Regions from separate parts of the Danio rerio genome. Here region 2 is linked to region 1. The links are chromatin contacts, called in public HiChIP or PLAC-seq maps. All regions are on one chromosome and are shown on one strand. Each heading gives the region's core, a stretch centred on a gene start, on an enhancer-like site or on the middle of the called end of the contact. The rest is flanking DNA. Distances are from core to core; before and after follow the strand shown. Region 1 holds the start of ccl33.2 (chemokine (C-C motif) ligand 33, duplicate 2). Region 2 holds the start of septin15 (septin 15).

What was found. HiChIP or PLAC-seq counts read pairs in DNA pulled down with a chosen protein or histone mark.
Region 2: a contact with region 1 is called in an H3K4me3 HiChIP or PLAC-seq map of gastrula embryo, with 6 times the contacts expected there. The contact joins the promoter of septin15 here to the promoter of ccl33.2 in region 1. A contact is called at or near these places in 1 of 18 Hi-C or Micro-C datasets (hematopoietic stem cells) and 3 of 4 datasets of contacts at active chromatin or transcription factors (caudal fin, embryo and gastrula embryo).

The regions. Positions count from the first base shown.
Region 1 is chr25:13,733,573-13,738,132 of GRCz12tu, forward strand. ccl33.2 (chemokine (C-C motif) ligand 33, duplicate 2) reads left to right here and starts at 1,675. Exons shown (of 3, transcript NM_001128278.2): 1 at 1,675-1,969; 2 at 2,921-3,032; 3 at 3,207-3,343. The coding sequence starts at 1,774. The coding sequence ends at 3,255.
Region 2 is chr25:13,791,464-13,795,502 of GRCz12tu, forward strand. It overlaps septin15 (septin 15), which reads right to left and starts at 1,550. Exons shown (of 13, transcript NM_001077743.1): 1 at 1,313-1,550. The coding sequence starts at 1,351.

The DNA.
Region 1 (4,560 bases), core at 425-2,924:
CTGACAAAAGTGTTGTTGCCTATCCAAGTTTTAGGAACAACAAATAATAAGTTGACTTCTAGTTGATCATTTGGTATCAGAAGTTTCTAATATGAAAGGCAAAGGCCTCAAGATTACGCTTATTTTACCAAAATAAGTATGATTATGACTTGATTTGTAATTATTTAAATTATTATTTATTATTAATTTAATTAAATTATAACAAATAAGACTTTCTTCAGAAGAACAAACATTATCAGACATACTGTGAAAATTTGATTGCTCTGTTAAACATCAGTTGGGAAATAAAAAAAAATAAAAATAAAAAAAACGGAAAACAATTCAAAGTGGGGCTAATAAATCTGACTTCAAATTTAAATTGAAATACTACAGCTCGACCTAAAATTTTAAAAAAGTTATAACAGGATAAATAAGTGATGGCCTACTTTACCTGAAAATAAGTTTGTCCGTACTGCTCGATCTTTAAATGTTTATAGGTATAAACCATACAAATAACACATTATTTATTTAAAAATTAGTGATGGCTCACTTTACCTAAAAAAAAATTGTCTGTAGGGCTCGATCGTAAAATGTTTTTCTAGGTATAAACCATTCAAATAGCACTTTATATAATGATAAATTAATAACGGCACACTTTACCTGAATAGAAATTTGTCTGTTGTGCTAAATCTTAGGTATAAACTGCAAATAACACTTTAAAAAAAAAAAAAATTAATGGTGGCCCTTTTTACCTGAAGAGAAATTTGTCTGTGGTGCTCGATCTTAAAATCTTTATAGGTAACCATTCAAATAGCACGTTATTTAATGATAAATTAGTGATGGCTCTCTTTACCTGAATAGAAATGTGTTTGTTGTGCTCCATCTTAAAATGTTTATAGGTATAAACTGCAAATACCACATTTTATTTTGATAATTTAGTGATGGCCCACTTTACCTGAAGAGAAATTTGTCTGTAGAGCTCAATCTTAAAATGTTTGTTGGTTTAAACCCTGCAAAAGAACACATTATATAAACTATATTCAAATTGAAATACTCCAGCTCGACCTAAAATTTTACAAAATAACAGAAATACATCTAGGCTGACACATCTTTTAAAAAGTCACCCACTTTACCTGAAGTCACCCTATCTTAAATCCGACCACCAAGCCCTGATCTAGAATCAGCCTTAGTTACAAACAAACATATCTTAAATATTAGCAACTTTTGCACTAAATCAGCCAGAAGATTTGTGTGGGATTTAATGTGCTGGCAAACTTTTAGTGAGCATCAACGAATATCAGTATTTATCAAATCTCAGGTCTGAGTTTCTGTGTAACCTCATGCTAGAACAGTTAAAACAGAAAGCCAAATGTGACTTCAGTTCATACAGAGTTCTGCAAAAACTGACAAACTTTGAGGACGGTGTGTTTATTTCTAAGGTTCAAAGTACTAAATAGTTTATTTATAAAAGTTCACACATTTCTTTGTTTTGTTTCAGATAATCCCCATTTTCCTCATTCCCCAACAGCTCAATTTTCTCCGGGCTCAAAAAGGTATGGTTTTAATATTATAGATTTCCACATTCTACACTACATCATTTTTACAGTGATTAAACAAACATGTTAAATACATTTTTGTAGGGGTTTAACAACTTTGAGCACTTTTTGTGTGAAAACAGACGTGGCTTGGAAAAACAACAAAACGTAGAAGGTCAATGAAATTGAAGCACACATTTTACATCTTTCTTTCTAACTAATTTTGTTTTTAATCTGCCTGCTCATTAATAGAGATAACATGACTGAATCAGCAACCCTCCCCTCATCAACCACACCAGCCTTATCTGTGAGCCAGAAAATGAGCAGTCCGCCCTGCCCATGGATGTCCACCACAACTACCCTTGCCCCTGCCACCACCGCCATCACCACGAGAGCCAAAACCACCACCTTGCCAAAACCTAAACGACAAATTGACAGAAGTTCCATTCCTGGCCGTAAGTTCTGCTGTCATATAATTATAGTTAAGAAAATTGAGCCTGATCTCACAGATGGATGAAAATGACAGATGGATGGATGTAAATGCGGAATGGATGTAAATGACAGATAAATGTAAATGATGAATGGATGGATGGATTTAAATAAGGAATAGATGAATGTAAATGACTGGATGTAAATGATGGATGGATGGATGGATGGATGGATGTACATGACAGGATGTAAATGACAGATAAATTTAAATGATCAATGGATGGATGGATATAAATAAGGGATGGATGAATGTAAATGACAGGATGGAAATGACCAATGGATGGATGGATGAAAAAGACAGATGGATGGATGTAAATGTTGGATGGATGGATGAAAAAGACAGATGGACGGATGAATGGACAAGATGCATAGATGAAAATTCCAGCCTGATCTCACATGGAAACGTAAATATTTTACAATTTGTCAGTTTATTGGCTAATTACAAATTTAGTCATATAAAAAAAAAATGTACGATTTTTAAAAAAGGTGTGACAACAACCCCCACTCCTGAACCCTACCTTCATTGTGGGACAAACTGTACAGCGTAAAATGTACAAATGAGACTGTGCGATTTAGACACTAAATAACAAAAAGTTATGAATTGCAGTGAGATAGCGTTGGATTAATGGACAATGGATGGATGGATGAATGTAAATGACAGATGGATGGAGAAAAATGACTAATGGAGGAAATTGAAGGTTGGATCGATAAAAATGATGGATTAGATTGATGGAAATGACGGATAGATGGACATGACAGATGTATGGATGGATGGATGGGAGGGAATGAATGGATAATATATTAAACAAATCTAAATATATACAAATTTATTGCAAAAAAATTAATTTATTGCAAAAAAATATTTTATTACACTATATTACACATTAATAAATGACACTGTATTATGTCACCAACAGCTGCAGCAGTTCCTATAACCTGTTGCTTTGCCTTCATTGACTTTCCAATACCATACAACAAAATTGTAAGTGCTTTGAGGACAAGTCCCCGCTGTGCTACTAAAGCCATTGTGTAAGTATTTCACTCAACAAGATGTATGTTGAGAACTTGTTTTAAAGATGGCATTGTGTAAGTGTTTCCCTAAAAACAAAAAACATTCTTTTAATTTTATTCTTTAAAATGGCAAATTTTTAAAATAGTTTGTGTATGATTTTCATGAACAAAGTCTGCACTTTCCCCCCTCAGGGTTACGACTCCTAGAACCCAGTTTTGTGTGAAACCAAATGAAGTATGAATAAACATTGTAATGGAAAAACAGCTTCAGAAATGAAACCGCAACACAATACTGTGCACAATATAATACTGTTACTGCTTAATGCAACTGTCCTCTTATTTCTTCAAAATGTATTTTTTCAAATTCTCCTAAACTTTACAGAGTGTTTTGATTTTGTGCTCAATTAATGCAAATAAACAAAAAAACATGTACAGATTATGTCATTTAAATGTGTTCATATTAATATAGTATAGTGCAGTAATCAGACTTATCAGTGTGGTTTATTATTTTATAAAGCAGAAATAAGAGTAAGAAATGTAATATCAGACAGATTCAACGTGCAGCTTCTAGGTAAAGGGGACTGTTTTTGATATTTTAGTTGAATAAGGCTTTATGTATTTACTAACATGAACGATACTTGTACAGGATTTATTATTAATCATAGTTCAACATTTACTAATGCATCATTAAAATACAAAATTCATTAACATTAATTGCATTGTGATCGCGATGTGTGAATGTAAGTTAACATGAACTAACAATGAACAACTTTATTTCCATTAATTAACAAAGAATAAATGTAATAAATGTACTGTTCATGTCATGTTCATGTATTAACATTATACAACCATATTACATTTTTTTAATGATGAGTCTTTTGGCTGTGAACAGTGTTTCTGGAAAATACAGACCCACATGACATGAAAAGAAAAAAAAAAAAAGTCTGTAGAGCTCCCTCTTGAAATGTTTATTGCTATAAATCCAGTAAATAACACATTCTTTGATGGTAAATTAATGGTGGCCCACTTTACCTGATAAGAAATTTGTCTGTAGAGCATGATCTTGAAATGTTATTGGCATAAACCCCGAAAACAGCACATTATTTAATGATAAATTAGTGATGACACTTTACCTCAAAAAGAAATGTCCATAGTGCTCTGCCTTTAAATGTTAATTGGTATAAACCCTGCAAATGCCACGTAATTTAATAAGAAATTAGTGACGGCCTACTTTACCTGAAAATAAATGTGTCTGTAGTGTTTATTCTTTAAATGCTTATTGATATAAACCCTGCAAATAGCACATTATTTAAACATAAATTAGTGTTGGCCCACTTTATCTTAATGAAGAAATTTGTCTGTACTGCTCAATCTTGAAATGTTTATTGGTACCTGCAAATAACACCGTACTTAATGATAAATAGTAGTGTTCCACTCTATCAAAAAAAAAAAAAATAGAAATTTGTCTGTTCTGCTTGATCGTGAAAGGTTTATTGGTATAAAACCTGTAAATAGCACATTATTTAATGATAAATTAGTGACGGGC
Region 2 (4,039 bases), core at 300-2,799, 58 kb after region 1:
TGAATAAATTTGTGAATATTAAACTAACTTTACTATCAAATACTAAGGTAAAGCTGCTTTTATATTCGCACATTCAGTCAGTGACAACTTGTGACATTCTCCCTATATTGTTTACCATGGTACTTTGAATGATCGGTTACATGCATTTGATTTGCGTCAACTTTTTTTTTTAGAGTTCAAATAAGTTGTGAAAACTTCTGTGAAGGGGAAAAACATCCCATGAGTAAACTAGAGCAAGTGACGATGTGCTCTGCGTTTGGTGTGAAAACAGCATTATAAAAATTAACCATGATTTTATTTTTAATAATAACCTTTTGTGCTCTATTTACCAGAGTTTAACCACTGTATCTAATTTAGTTAAACATGCCACGCTGTATTGTAACATGAGTTGTGTAGGCTAAATCTCCAAAATCAGAGTTTTACATCTCACAACTAATATTCTATTCCAAGAAATTGCCTTTTCAAATGACAGAATTGTAATTATGTCTATGTTCTCAATAAAATAACTGTGAGAAAAAAAAATCCAGGTTTAGAGAAAATAAATCAAATAAATTGGGAAAAATCAGGACAGCAAACTCAGAATTTGAAGGTAAAAACAACGGAAATATGAGACGGAAATATGTAAAGTTGTTTTTTTATTCACACATTCAGAGTTTTTTCTTAATACTTAAGTCACGAATATTCAAAGTAGCTTGGTAAACAATAAATGGACTGTGTCACAAGTTGTCACTGAATGATAAAACCAACTTTACCTCAATATGAGTACTACAGAACACTGGAAAGTATATTGAGGTAAATTTGGTTTTATATTCGCACATTCATTCAGTAATACATGACATGCTCCCCATAGTGTTTCCCACGCTACTTTGAATATTTAGTCTAAAATCAAATGCAATTATGATTTCAAAACAACATTAGCACTCTTTAATTGTCTGTTAACAATTTTGTACATTGATAGTTACTGGCTGGTAATATAATCTCCCATATTAGAATTAGCAAAAAACTCTTCTAATACTCTTCTGAAACGAAATTATCAAGGGAAAATACTGAATGAGGTAAAATAAAACTAGCTTTACCTCAATGTATCAAATAAATCGCTATCAGCGCAATTAAGAGAGTAAATAAATAATAGCTGGATACTTTTAAGCAGTACATGTGAAAGCGGCTTGCCACAACAGATGAATGATTAGCGGCCAGTCACACTTGGAATCATCTCGCCCACCACCATGCAAATACAAGAATCAATAAGCCTGGTGTGTATTAAATGCATTATCTCCCCAGATTTAGACAAATGAATGAATATTGTACTCACTGCAACGCTGGACACAGCTGAGTCGGGTCTCTCGATCATTGTCCTGTGACAACACCCACTCTGAATCCCAATAGATCAGGCATAAAAAGATGAGTCGACTCTAATAAAAAGCGGTCGAGAGCAGAAGACGAACCCTTACGGCGCACTCGGGCTTGGACTAAATTAATGGCTTTTTGGGGAAGGTAAACGTGCAGGGGACGAAAACAGGCATGCGAGCATCGGCCGGGGGAAAAATGTTACAACGCTGCGAGCATGAAAGGCGATTGTCCTCCTCCGGGAGAGATCTACTCCTATTGGACACCAAATGGATGGTTGTGGTGATGTCATGGAATCCCACCCACCCACTCATTTCATTGGCTGACGGGATACTACTATGAATTGTGGTATTTGTAGTTACAAGTAAAAGGATGCGATGGAGATATTTCTACTCATAATACAAATATTTTAGAAATGAGACATGTCAGTATGTAGATATAAAAAAATAGAAAAGAAAAATATTTTAAGTATATTTTTGATAACAGATTATAAGATAAATCATTTAAACTGTAATAAGCCTACATGTGCCCTCAAGTGGAATAATCAAATAGTAGCCTACTTGCAGTGATAAGGTAAAGTTAATTTATATTCACACAAATAAATGTAATATTCACACAGACTTTTTCCTTAATGAAATAATTTTATAAAAGTTTTCTTTGCAAATTCTAATAAGTGCATCATATTAGCAGCCAACGACTATCAAAATATAGGCTAATGTTCACAGTCAAATAAACACTGCTAATGTTGTTTTGAAGTCATTCTTACATGTGATTTCTGGCCGAATATTCAAAGTATTATTGTAAACAATATAGGGATAATGTCACAAGCATTTTTACAATCATTGGTTATAAGTTGTCACTGAACAAATGTGTGAATGTAAAACTAACTTTACCCCAACCTTTAACTTTTGCTATTTTGTTTATAATAATACCAAAGTCCTAATAATATTAGGCTATGTTTTATTATACTACATATTGTTTGTTAACCCTTTAACTGCACCACCAAGAAAAAAAATGTTTGCATTTAATTTAATTTCAAATATTTGCATTTTAACTACTAATGTCGCTAAACACACTCAATACATGTTTTAACACATACCATAATTTCTAAAATATCAACATCTTCCAAATAGTTAATATGTCGGTTTAAGTTAAAAGTACCGGAATTAATACATATTTGATATATTACACATTCCTTTAATCAGTTATGAAGTAGCCCACGTGTGCCCTCAAGTGGAATAATCAAATAGCACTTGCAGTGATGAGGTAAAGTTGGTTTTATATTCACACACTGTGACTTTCTCCTCAATATTATTATTTCATAAAAGTATTTTTTGCAAATTCTAATAAGTGCAATCACATTATCGGCCAATGTATATCAAAATGCATATTTACAGTCAATTAAATAGTGCTAATGTTGTTTTAAAGTTATACTTACATTGGATTTCAGAGTACCATATTCAAAGTACCATAGTAAACAATATAGGGAGCATGTCACAAAGCGTCACTGACGAATGTGTGAATGTAAAACCAAATTTATCCCAATCTTTCACTTTTGCTATTTTGTTTATAATAATAATAATAATAGGCCTAATATTATCCAATTTTTTTGAGTACATAATTGTTTATTACCCTTTTAACTGCCCCACCAAGAAAACTATTTTTGGAATTCGTTTCTTAACTCCTAATGCCACTAGTTAACACAATCCATGCATTTTTATTTCAACACATCAAATAATCTCTAAAAATCAACCTCTACCAAATGGTTAATACGTCAGTTTATGTTAAAAGTACCGGAATAAACACATATATTGTTGACAATCTGCATATATGATGTGTGAGACTAATTTATTTAAAAACATAATCAAAATAAAACATTTTTGAACACTAAGTCATCTTTATTTTTTAAATTATGCCATAAAATATTTCAGATTCTCATTTAACGTGTTTTCTTGAAACCAAATTTAAGTGTAGTAGTGCAACAGGATTATGTTTGTTTGATTTTATTGTACACTAACAATGCTGTGTAGTCATTCATTCATTAATTTTCTTGTCGGCTTAGTCCCTTTATTAATCCGGGGTCACCACAGCGGAATGAATCACCAACTTATCAAGCAAGTTTTTACGCAGCGGATGCCCTTCCAGCCGCAACCCATCTCTGGGAAACATTCACACACACACACACACTCATACACTATGGACAATTTAGCCTACCCAATTCACCTCTACCACATGTCTTTGTACTGTGGGGGAAACCGGAGCACCCGGAGGAAACCCACGTGAAGGCAGGGAGAACATGCAAACTCCACACAGAAACGCCAACTGAGTTGAGGATCAAACCAGCGACCCAGCGACCTTTTTGCTATGAGGCAACAGCACTACCTACTGTGCCACTGCCTCACCCGCTGTGTAGTACAAACCAGTATTTAAAAGTAATTCTTGACTATTATGAAATAAAATGACTTTCACATTCTATTTAACATTCTATTAATATTCTAATCACTATTTAAAACAATTAAAATATGGTCAACCATTTGGTAGAGCAAGCAGTTAATTACCTTGTTAATAAATATGTTTATACATAATGCTTTTTAGGAGGTTTACTTGAAAACAGCCCTGCAAATACTCTTTTGAATATTTGTATTAATTTATTTGAAGTATTGATTATATTATATGTGAAAAAAAACATTTC